4 separate regions of the Mus musculus genome follow, and all the other regions are linked to region 1. Evidence: chromatin contacts called from public HiChIP or PLAC-seq, Micro-C and promoter capture Hi-C data. All regions are on one chromosome and are shown on one strand. The core of a region is the stretch at or near the end of the contact, and the rest is flanking DNA. Distances in the headings are between cores, read along the strand shown. Region 1 overlaps Ptch1 (patched 1). Region 2 holds the start of Zfp367 (zinc finger protein 367). Region 3 has its middle 5.8 kb from the start of Gm40981. Region 4 overlaps Slc35d2 (solute carrier family 35, member D2).

Region 1 (2,876 bases), core at 171-2,670:
TCTCATGGGACACAAGGTGGGATTATACACTGCCAGCCCTATTCCATGGGTCAGCTGCCTAGATGTAATAACTGCTCAGTGTCCTGAAACATCGGGAATACCTGACTAATGTCGATGGGCTTGTCTCGGCTGCCAGTCTGCACCAGGAGTTTGTAAGCGAGGACCCCGTCATCTGATCCATTTTTATAATTGTTTGGCATGATCCTCCCAGTTTCCCAGTCACTGTCAAATGCATCCTGAAGTCCTAGAAACAGAAACATGTGCAACACATTAAAACCTGGCCTGAGAGCTTTGGTCCAGAGGGATTAGGCTGAGGACAGGAGGCAGGGTAGGCGACTTGTCTGCAGTTTTCTCTCACTTAAGGAAGGACTCCTGATCTGCTAGTGAATGAACTGTGGTGCTAATCAAAAGATGCTCAGAGGGAAGAATAAAACACACACACTTTACTTAAACTAAGGAACGAAAGCCCAGGAACAAGACAGATGGCTTAGAGCTGCTGTTCTTCCAGTGGATCCAAGTTCAGACCCCAGAATCCACTCTGGAGGGCACACAACTGCCTGCAACTCCAACTCTAGAGATAACTGTCTCTTTTGGCCTCTACACGCACATCACACACACACACACACACACACACACACACACACACACACATCTTTTAAAGAAAACAAGCAAAAAGAAGAAAAGGAGAGGAGGGCACGGCAGTTCATGACTTTAATTGCAAAACGGAGGAAGCAGAGGCAGGCAGATCTGTGAGTTCCAGGACAGCCATGGCTGTATAGAGAAACCCTGTCTTCTCCAAAAGAAAGGAAGGAAGGAAGGAAGGAAGGAAGGAAGGAAGGAAGGAAGACTGAATGAGAGAGTGGGAAAGGGAGGGAGAGAGCAGGTCTCATTATGTATCTCTGCTTGGCTTGCACCTTGACTTCACTATGTAGATCAGGCTAGCTTGGAACTAACAAATCCACCTGCCTCCCAAGTGCCAGGTTGGCCTCCCCCCACCCTTCTTCCTGACTAATTGTAGCAAGAGAAAGCAAGGGGAAAAGACACAGACCATATCCATTAACCATTTCACGCCACACAGGGAGATAGGTCAGGAGTTCCTCACCAAGACCAGAAAATCCACCCCAAGCAGAAAAAAAAAATCACATTCAAGCTCCCAACTTGGCTGCCCCTGGAGCCAGGGTGAGGGAACACAGCTCTGTCAATCTGATCCATCTGTTTGACTTGTGCAGCTAATACAAGCTGTGGGACCTGCTGCCAGGCCATGTAAAGATCACAGCCAGCACCTATTCACTCTCCCCCTGTTCTCTTCCTCCCTGCCACCCTTCCTTCTGAGTGGAGGGCTGTGTGGAGGAGAGGGAGCACAAGGAAATACCTCACAGGGGAAATTTGGATCAGTTTGAGAACAGGAAGCCACAGGCCGACACAGGGAGGCTCTGTGGGGCTCTGTGAGAACAGATGACAAACCGCAAGCCCTGGGCGGGAAAGAGTGAGCCTTCTGGGCTTGGGGGATGGGCGAGCCCACCAGCTCACCACACACAGCTGGGCTTGGCCGCTGTAATCAAAACCATCATTATAGACCTGACAGTTTGGCTACAGCTGTAAAGAGGTAAGCATGCTGGAAGAGAAGACAGGGCCCTGGTGACCCAGACTTGGAGCTGAGCACTGCCTGGGGGGTGCTCTCCCCAATACCCCCACCAGCCTCACTGCACACCAGACACCTCCCAAGTAGACCCCCCAAGTCCCAGCTGCTCAAGATACCCCCTGCAGCAGACACATCTACTCAGATACATTTTATTCCATTTCAGGACTTGCCTAAGGGCACTTCAGAAACTAAAACAAACTAAATAACAACAACAACAACAAAAACACACGGTCTGTGAATGCTTAGCACAGTGAGGTGTTTGGGAATAGAGAGAGGGGAGAGTTGGAGCAGCCTTTTTAACAAAAGCCTCCCTCCAGCATTGTTATGCAGTGGGCTTTGTTTTTAGGAAGTAGGCTGGGTCACCTACAGGCCCTGGGTAGAGGGACCACCGGGGTGGCAATCTCTCCCACAGCTTTTCACAGGTTTGCACAGAGAGGCAGCACTACTCTACACAGATGTTATTTTAAGACCCAAAGCTCTTCCCCACTCCCACTCTGGAAAAATAAAATAAACAGAGAAAGACAACTGGTCCCCCAACCCCCTACAAGAATCCTGGTCTGTTTTCCAAGCAAGGAGAGAGGAGAGCTTTTATTACTTCAGACTTATGTGGGCCTCTTGGCTCCAGGTAGTCAGCCTTCAGCTGCTTACCTCCTGAGAGAACCAATCATGATTCCCATTTTACAGATGAGAGGACTGAGCCTGGTGACAAGTCACAGCTAAGCTTTGAGCCCAGGCAGCCTAAGGCCAGCCATACTCCACATGTATTACTTAGAGTGGGTTTTCACAGGTACAGTGTGCTGTTAGAAGTAATTGCAAAATACATGGAAAATACCAGAAGCTTAGCAGCATCTGCTGTCAAAGCAGGTAACTGAGAGTATATTTGCAAAGGTATAGTCACAGAGACTTCTGCAATACCTAGGGATCTGTGCATGTGCCCTGCCACCAACTTAGAATGAATTTCCTACAATGCTAGCCCTAATGTGCTCTCCAGCTATGGTCACCAACAGTAAAGTTCTTTCAGGGCCCCTTTAGTATTTTCTGACTGACCACTGAAAATCTGAACTTCCACAGGCTGTACACCAAACACTTGCCCCTTGGCTGACATTTACATTCCAACAGTTTACTGCAAACCCTTACATTTCAGCTGCAGTTCTTTAACTAGAAACACTTTACACGGAAAATTATTTTGAGTCTAGGCTAAAGGAAATTACCCAAGTATATAAGCTCCTAGAAA
Region 2 (2,876 bases), core at 99-2,598, 620 kb after region 1:
TAATCCGCTGGGTAATTTGCTTTGCTACACCTGTAGCAAATCAAGTTATTCTGGCAGTCAACCAACAACAGAAAACTGCATATTTATCTTGCAATACCATGTATTCGACACACAGATTTACCGATACCTTCCTGAGCTCTGATGAATGTCCAGTATTAAGTCTAGCCCCATAAACACACTCCCGGTTCCTTCCGAGCACAGTCACCGTGTGCCAACACTCCCACTAGCTAGCTATACATACGATTTTCATGAAGACGCTTTAACAAACTCCCTAACCCTCAGCTGCTCCGGATGTAAAGGGTATAGTAGGGCATGGTGTCGCTAGCCTTGAATTCCAGCACTCGGAAAGTAGAACTCTGAGAGTCCCAGGCAGGCCAGGGATACAGTGCGATACTTGGCCCCCGCCCCAATGTGGGCTGGAGCCAAATGCTCACATCCTTCCTTCCCACATCTAAGCAGGCCGAGGCCGCGAGGTTACAAGCACAGCAGTGCAAGGCATCTGGACACAGCGAGCCTCCCCCTCATCACCCCGCTGCACCTGCTGCCCTCAGACCGGCCTTCGCGCCGCACCCGTCACATGACCACCTTGCCCCCAAAGGTCCGGTTTTGGCGCGCGGCAGTGACGTCAGCGTCCTGTCAGCCACCGCCCCCGCCACCCCGCTTTTCCTCTCCGGCCCCGCCCCGCTGGCGAGCGGCGCCGTTAACGGGCCCCAGGCCGCCCCGCGCCCGGGGCCGCCCGAGCCACTCACCTTGAGGTGGCCGCTGTCTGGGCTGCTCGCCTCCTCCTCGTCCTCCCCGCCCGACACGGCGGCCACGGAGGCGGAGGACTGAGGCGCACCCCGCAGCGTCGGGAGTTCAGCCGCCACGGGCAGTCCGGCTGAAACGACGCCGCCCGCCGCCCCCGGGCTGAGCGTCACGTTATGCGCGTTCTCACCCCAGCGCCACGGGTACACCATGAAGTCGCTGAAGCCGGGGCTAGTGGGGACGAGCGGCGGCGGCGGCTCGGGCTCCCCCACGCTGCTGCACGGAGGCGTTGCCGGCGTGGTCCTGATGACCGATACCAGTACGCGCTTCGGGGAGTCGTGGCAGAAGACGACCGGCGGCGGCTCCGCCATGGGTGCCGGGGCGCCGCGGATCATGCTGGCTCGTCTGCAGCCCTCGCGCTCTCGGCGGCCCGAGCTTGCCTTGCTCGCCCGCGCTGCTACGTCTCGGCGCCTCACAGCCGCCGGCTCATGGCAGGCGGCTCCGGGCGATCAGGCTGCAGCAGCGTTGCTGACAGGAAAACGGGACGCGAGGCGCCGAGTCCCCGAGAATAACAACCTGCCGCCGCGGTCCCCGCTTCGGCTTTTCCCGCGTTACATTTCGCGCCTGGGCGGAACCAGTCACCGCGAGGACCCTGCGGCTGGCCACCGCGACGAGTGACAGGTCGCGAGAGCCAATAGCCGGGTCCAGGCTGTGTTCCGTCCGGAGGGGGCGGAACCAATTCGAGCGCGGGTCCTTACTGCCACGTCATTGGCCGCCGCTCTCATACTTTTTTGTCTGGAGGGCCAACTGCGTTCGAAAGTCTGTAGGAGCGCGCGTCTTGTCCTGACACACCCGTCGGGAGCCCCACCCTGGCCGGATGACTCCTGCGAAGGTGGGGAGGGGGAAAGAGGCTGTTGATTGGAGGAGCTGCGGGAAAGGGGCGTGGTGGTGGGCGGGGCGAGCATGCTGGGTCCCTCCCCCACCAGAAGAAGAGGGGGTGTAAAGAGGGTAGGAGTCTGGAGAAGTTGCAGTGGAGAGGGCCCTCCCCATCGCCCCACCCAATCCGCCCCCTCCCGCGCGCAGCCAGTTTAAAGGGCTGAGGCCGCGCCCGTCCCACCCCACCCCACCCACGGCTGCTCAAGGCGCCAGCAAAGCACCACTTCTTTTTGGGCGTTGGGGGGTTGTTGTTGGTTTTGTTTTGTTTTTCGAGACAGGGTTTCTCTGCATAGCCCTAGCTGCCCTGGAACTCACTTTGTAGACCAAGCTGGCCTCGAACTCAGAAATCCACCTGCCTTTGCCTCCCAAGTGCTGGGATTAAAGGCATGAGCCACCACCGCCCGGCTTGTTTTTGTTTTGAGACAGGGTCTCTATAGAGTCCTGGCTGCCCTGTAACTCCCTATGTAGGGACCAGGAGGGCCTCGAAGTCAGAGATCCCATTCGCCCCCCCCCCTCCATACACACACACACCCAGTACTGGGACTAAAGACGTGAGTCACCACTCCTGCCTAAGGGCATGGGTTCTTAATGTGAGTCCCGTGACCAGCCCTGCTACGGTTCCCGGACTATTGGTTCTTGCTGCCAGGCTCGGGACCGCGGTGGGACGCATGAGCAACCATTCGCACAGTAGTCAGCTCCCGGTCGTACTTGCTTGCAGTGTTTCCCAGGCAGTCTGATGGTGGTAGCAGTTCAAAGATTTTTTAAAAATCTCTTTAGAGGCTAAAGGATAGAACTGGCAACTGGAGCTCATTTGCTTGCTGCGTTTCCCAGGCAGCCTGTTCCTAGTAGAGACTCCATAAAGATTTTTATATCTGAATGAGTATCCAGTGGTTAAGCGATAGAACCGGTAACTAAACTCCATCAAATACAAAGCTATGCCTAAATTAATTTAGGCACCAGAGTGTTGTTTTAGAGAAAACTGCCTAAATTAACAAATCAAAGCAGCCAATAGTGTGACCTTATTTTTAGCCACATCTTTATTTTGGGTAAATAAACTATACCTAGCAAGATACCGAAGTCAAATTTGACTTTATGGAGAGAAAGTAACTTGTGAACTGAAGTGAAATGTTTCAAGAAGATACATTGAGTAATTTGTATCTTTGAAGTGGGACAAGTAAAAGTATCTTTAAAAAAAA
Region 3 (2,876 bases), core at 178-2,677, 600 kb before region 1:
TTTTTTCCTCTTCATCCAAAGCAAAGCTGGAATTTATTAAAAATAGTTTTCATTTTGAGTGTTTTAGGATTTTGTTACATTGTACTGTATTTTTGCTTGGTCTGTTTTTGGACTTTTGATAAAAGGATCCTCTATTCGGTAGCACTGACTATCCTGGAAATCACTATGTAGATCAGGTTGACTTCATACTCACATAGATCCACCTACCTCTGCTTCCCTAACACTGGGAGGCATAACCCTCCACACCCAGCTTTCTTGTTATTGTTTGAGATATTGTTGTTTGTTTTTACTTTGTGGGTGTGTTTGTTTGTTTGTTTGTTTTTAGACAGGGTCTCACTAGGTAGCCCAAAGTTTTCCTCAAACTCTAGATCACACATACATGGTAATGTTTCATGAGTAGGTTCCATTACATGTAGTGTGGTTTTTTTTTTTTTTTTTTGCAATGTCGTTTAATATCACTTAGAATGGCACCTCAAAGTCACAACACGTAGGTTAATTCAAAATGCACTTCACCAGGGCTGGAGTCTGGACTGATAGCAGTTGTGACTGCATGAACTGACTTCATGGCAGCCAGCATTGCAGCTGCTTGAGCTCTGCAAGCTCAGACCTGCTTACTCCAGTGAAGTTGGAAAAGGCTCATGTGGAGTAGACAAACTTGTTTTCCTCCCTATTGTGCACCCCTGACCCATCCCACCCCATTTCGTATTAGTATATAACAACACTACACAATTACATCATTTACACACACAGAGACACAGACCACAAAATAGACACACACACAATAGACACACACAGAAGACACACACACAATAGATTCACTTAGACACATACACACTAGACACACACACAAAAGGCACACACACACACACACACACACACACACACAATAGATTCACACAAACACTGACACACACGCAATAGACATACACATTAGACACATACACAACAGGCACACACACAGCAGGCACACACACACACAAATTGTAAAAGGGTGGAATTCTCCTTCCATTCCCCCAAGACTTGATAAAATCAAATGGTTTCCTCAGTTGGCCTGAGCCTGTGAGCAGCTAGTAGAAAGTTAAGCTCCTGGTACTCACGTGACTTTTGCAATCTCTAGAGATGTGTATTTTAAGCAGGCTTTCCAGCAATTCTTATGCACATGGACTTACTGGGAAGCTTGGAAACACTTACTAAAGCAGGATGCGTGAGAACATAAGGTGACAAGGCCGCCGGAAGCTGGTTTTAAACGCTCCGTTGTGCAAACGATTCCAGAGGGAAGCTTTCTTTTCAGCTTACGTGTCTTTAAGCCATTTTGATGTCAACAGAAGCCAAATTCCCTGCCTTTTATGACAAAGGCATTGATGACTCAGTTTCCCCCAAGCACGAGGGTGGAAAGACCAGCACTCTCCCTTCCCACCAGCACTTCTGTGCGGCATCGTTTCTTCTTGGATGGAAGTGATTTTTCATTAGCGTAAATGGATGCATATTTTATAAACATGGACCATGTGTTTCATATTCCATTCATGTTTATTTACACATCCTGTAAACACATGTATACAAAGCCACATGGACATTTCAGGGGGAGTGCATGGAACACTACGCATGGATAAATACCACACTTGACGGGTGTTCCCTTGGGTGGTAAATCAGCCACCACCCAAAGATTTTCATTTACCTTCTTACTACCTCTGTGGGGGTTGGGGGGTGGGGCTGCCCTATAGGAACTCAGACATTCAGATTTTCCTTTCTCTCCTTCAGATGTCCAGGCTCTGATTTATTGAAAAAATTACTAATAAAGTATCAATTTTGATCTCTACTAAGTCAATATTGTAACTAAAATGTCACCTTGGTCTTGGGAAAAGAGGCCTAAGGTCAGGGAGGCTCTTCTCAGAGCGCATTCTCGGGCAAACCACATGGAAACTAGAGGGAAAGTTAAAAGTGCTTCCAGTGCAGTTGGAATGGAAAGAGATGAGTGGAACGCCTTGCAAGGAGAGGGAAGGCAGATCTGTAGGAAAAGGACAAAGGGCCTGCCACCCAGAGATTTTATCCATTGATGCTTTCAGGGAGTCTGGCATGAGCCTTGGGTAAAACTGTACCCTAGCTTCTGAGGCCAACACAGAGAGAAAGAATTATGTACATTCCACTCGCCCTGTTGGGTTCAACTCCACCCTTGGTTACAGGCTGCTCTGTGTGGCTCAAAACTCAGAGTAGGTGTTTGAGATGATGGGAAATAGTTAACCAGATTTATTCCTGGGAGTTTGCCTTTTCAGCTCTGGAAGTCGGAAAGGCACAGCTATTTGTGTTTCCTGTCATCGGTGTGTCCTTTAGCTTTGCGGGCATTTCAGGTTCCCGGCTCTTCTTCTGGTTCCTTCTTAACTAAGCAGTAATAAACAGTTTTAGGATTGCTTTCTAAAATGTTGACATCTGGAAGTGTGGTATGTGCATGTGTGTATGTACAGCTGTGAACCCACAGAGACTAGAGGAGGACTTGGGGTATCCTATCCCACCACTTACTGCCTTGTGTCCTTGATATGGTCTCTCTGGTGAACCTGGAACTAACCTGGTAGCCAGGAAACACCAGTGATAATGAGCCTCCTGCTTACAGCTCCATTGTGCTGGGATCACAGGCGCACATGGCCACGCCCAGGCTCTTAACATGGTTGCTAGGATGGTAACTTATGTCTTCATGCTTGCACAGCAAGCAGCCCACATGTGAAAGCTTTGAACTGCTTCTTTGAGAATATGCCTCATTTCCCTAAGTCCTTACCTACCCTTTCAATACCTCTAAAGCCCCAGGTTTTGAACTTAATGAGACCTTAAATGGGCTTGGTGAGGTTATTACTGCCTCTAAGTAAACCTCACAGCTCCTTCATTCA
Region 4 (2,876 bases), core at 163-2,662, 580 kb after region 1:
TCTGACCTCTGTAAATAGCTGTGATACTGAAGTGTTTGGACCCACCAGGATATAAAGTCGGTACTTCCAGCACCAACAGAGCCTGCAAATGCAGGGCTTGTGTGTGTGTTGGGAGTACAGGGGAGGGGTGCCCTGCCCAGATAAAGTCAAGAGAAACACAAGAAAGAGGATTCTGGCAGAAGAGACAGGCAGACAAATTAGATCTGACTTGTCAAGAAATACCATCAACCGACTTCTCCACTTACATACAGTTTCTTACCCCAAAAGACAGGAAAGGAGAAACTGTATGATAAATAAGACATTCTTCCAGTGTCTGAATTCAGTGGCCTGTGATGACAAAGAAAAGATCCATCGTGCGGTTAGTGACAGTTCAGCTTAAATCCAGTTAGCACAACCTTACCACCTTTTGTGCCATTGATGCATTGACAATAATTACACAGTTCTATCAAAGAGACAATGCATTAAATATCAATAACTAGTTAAACAGGGGCTTATTGTACTACTTTCCAAACCTTTACGTTTGAAAGTTTCCATCATAAAAAGGTTTTGCTGTTACTTATTGAGTAGCCTTCTGATTCCCTATGTGCAGCGTGTCATGAGTACATCTGTGATGGCTTGTACATGCTTGGCCTAGGAAGTGGCACTATTTGGAGGTGTGGCCTTGTTGGAGTAGGTGTGTCACCATAAGTGTATAAGAACCTTATCCTAGCTGCCTGGAAGCCAGTCTTCTGCTGGCAGCCTTCTGATGAAGATGTAGAACTTTCAGCTCCTCCTGCACCATTTCTGCCTGGATGCTGCCATGTTCCTGCCTGGATGATAATGGACCGAACCTCTGAACCTGTAAGCCAGCCCCAATTAAATGTTGTCCTTATAAGAGTTGCCTTGGTCACTAACTAAGGCAACATCCTTATACACACACACACACACACACACACACACACACACACACACACACACACACACACACACATAATTAAATAACCAAATTGTAATAAGTTAAAAACCAAGAGCTAGAAGTATTTATATAAACAATCAATAAAAATTATTTACTCTGGACAACATAAACCCAGAGAGGGTTATTTAGTAATATTTCTTAAAATACATATGTTCTTCACCAGTGCACACTTTAATAAACACTAGTTTTCTATCTTTAAGAATGAATCTATACTGGTAACATTTGAAGAAACAGAATATACAAAGCATGCTAGATTATGAATCTTTTGCACTTTGGGGGGGTCAATCAGAAAAAAAATCAATATTTTAAAATCCCTCTCCCTCAGTTGCAACACACTACATGTATTTTGGCCTCCTAGAGGGAAGGTCAAATGAGCATCTCCCAAGGACCTGGGGTTTGTTAACAGAAGGGCTGCTATCTCTGACTTCATTTCCCACAGTTAATAATCCACCGACTGTAAGTCCAAAGTCCAGGACTCACTTCCCAGAGTAGTGAGTCACCAAAAACTTTGGCCTTTCCATCTCTCCCTGTTGACTCATTCATTCTTCCTCCAATGACAGAGAGAGAATATTTCACTCCGTGTTATCCGTCAGCTTCCAGTGTATTTAGTTCAGTGTACATGAACTCCCCTCTTTATCATATTTAGTTCATAATCTAAAATGGACTCAGTCATGCAACCAGCTAAAAGATCTTGGAGTAATTCAGTGAACATTTCAGATAGTTGCCGAGTGAAAACAGATCACATTTACCTGCTAGGGACTCTCCCTCATTTTCATTACTAATTACAGTGTATATCTACATCTCTGGTCATCTCTTGCCATCTAATACTTTAGTAAAGGTATACTCATATTTTATCTTTAGGTTTTCTATTACATTTGTGCGTGCGTGTGGTGTAGGTATGTGGTTTAGACACAGCACACACACGGTACTCACAGACAGTCTGCCAGAATCAGCTCTCTCGATATGTAATATGGCTCCTGGCGATGGAACTCAGGTTATCAGGCTTGGCAGCAAGTGCCATCTCTCCAGCCCAAATGAATTGTATTCTAAACATTATAGCTTTTGTATTTTATCATTTTAGAGGAATAAAAAAAGTCCTTTGATCCCCCCACTCCCCTTTGTGGCACTGAGGATCAAACCCACAGTCCTGTGCATGCCAGCCAGTGTTCTACCACTGAGCTACATCCCCAGCCCTGGATATTGCTCTTAGATCTTTCAGTGTATTATTCTAGTTATATATATATATTTCTAAATAATAATTCTACAAAGCTCTCCAGTCCATCTGCAATTTCAGTGCCTGGTAATCGCTCAATTCAGAGAGCTTCTGCCTAAATCTCTAGAGTCTAAACTGAAGAGGCCAGAGAGGGCAAGCAGTGGGTGAACTAGCACCACATCAGGAGGCAAAGTTCTCCTAGAATATGAGAATTTAATAAATTACTTCTCCACTAACAAAGAGTCTAACTCTCAATTTACCCACAAAGTAAAAAAATACAACAAAGTCAATGACACACTGAACACACTCACCCTAGCACACCTAGCTCGGCCTCACCTACCTTAACCATGTTTATAACACGGGCCATATTTACCTGCTGAAAGTCTCCAGTAGAGACGCTAATAATGACAGTTGGGATGAGCATGAAGCAGGCATTATAGAAAAGCACTCCATATTTCCCCAGCTCCTGTGAAAATAAGAAGATTGCATTCAACTCTAGAGCTCTAAGGTATCGTGTCTTCTGGGCTGATTTGTCTATTTATGCACAATTAGAATGTTTAAAAGGCTGGCAATGTACTGTAAGACTTTTGGCCCATGTCTGTTGTAAAATGGACCATTGCACTGTGTTGTAACTTTGGAATAAATATTTGTTCAACACCAACAAGCACATGTACAATGGATGAAAACAGAAGGCTTGAGGCCCTACCC

The links. Promoter capture Hi-C pulls out the DNA fragments that hold promoters and counts their contacts. A called contact is a pair of places that touch in the nucleus more often than the background predicts. HiChIP or PLAC-seq counts read pairs in DNA pulled down with a chosen protein or histone mark.
Region 2: a contact with region 1 is called in an H3K4me3 HiChIP or PLAC-seq map of pro-B cells, with 3 times the contacts expected there. The contact joins the promoter of Zfp367 here to the enhancer-like site in region 1. A contact is called at or near these places in 4 of 39 promoter capture datasets (HPC-7-derived erythroid cells, hippocampal neurons, liver and 1 more), 1 of 484 Hi-C or Micro-C datasets (embryonic stem cells), 3 of 115 datasets of contacts at active chromatin or transcription factors (memory CD8 T cells, pancreatic cancer cells and pro-B cells) and 2 of 9 other capture datasets (adipose tissue and liver).
Region 3: a contact with region 1 is called in a Micro-C map of palatal mesenchyme, with 2.9 times the contacts expected there. The contact joins two enhancer-like sites.
Region 4: a promoter capture Hi-C map of liver shows a contact between it and region 1, with 2.3 times the contacts expected there. The contact joins two enhancer-like sites. A contact is called at or near these places in 5 of 39 promoter capture datasets (the 3T3-L1 cell line, embryonic stem cells, hippocampal neurons and 1 more), 4 of 484 Hi-C or Micro-C datasets (extraembryonic endoderm stem cells, frontal cortex, nephron progenitors and 1 more), 2 of 115 datasets of contacts at active chromatin or transcription factors (both in embryonic stem cells) and 2 of 9 other capture datasets (embryonic stem cells and pancreatic islet).

What each region holds. Positions count from the first base shown.
Region 1 is chr13:63,527,046-63,529,921 of GRCm38.p6, forward strand. It overlaps Ptch1 (patched 1), which reads right to left. Exons shown (of 24, transcript NM_008957.3): 16 at 102-244. Among named protein-coding and RNA genes, the nearest start is that of Ptch1, 37 kb to the right of the region's middle. Within about 2 kb of position 1,421, at least 157 of the 459 cell types and tissues checked have an H3K27ac peak or open chromatin away from gene starts, as enhancers often do. A contact at or near this core is called in embryonic stem cells, liver, memory CD8 T cells and 3 more, where this site is marked.
Region 2 is chr13:64,151,851-64,154,726 of GRCm38.p6, forward strand. It overlaps Zfp367 (zinc finger protein 367), which reads right to left and starts at 1,349. Exons shown (of 5, transcript NM_175494.5): 1 at 750-1,349. The coding sequence starts at 1,139.
Region 3 is chr13:62,922,229-62,925,104 of GRCm38.p6, forward strand. No RefSeq gene overlaps it. Among named protein-coding and RNA genes, the nearest start is that of Gm40981, 5.8 kb to the left of the region's middle. Within about 2 kb of position 1,428, at least 6 of the 459 cell types and tissues checked have an H3K27ac peak or open chromatin away from gene starts, as enhancers often do. A contact at or near this core is called in palatal mesenchyme, where this site is marked.
Region 4 is chr13:64,104,474-64,107,349 of GRCm38.p6, forward strand. It overlaps Slc35d2 (solute carrier family 35, member D2), which reads right to left. Exons shown (of 12, transcript NM_001001321.3): 8 at 2,542-2,634; 9 at 260-327. Among named protein-coding and RNA genes, the nearest start is that of Hsd17b3, 17 kb to the left of the region's middle. Within about 2 kb of position 1,413, at least 28 of the 459 cell types and tissues checked have an H3K27ac peak or open chromatin away from gene starts, as enhancers often do. A contact at or near this core is called in liver, where this site is marked.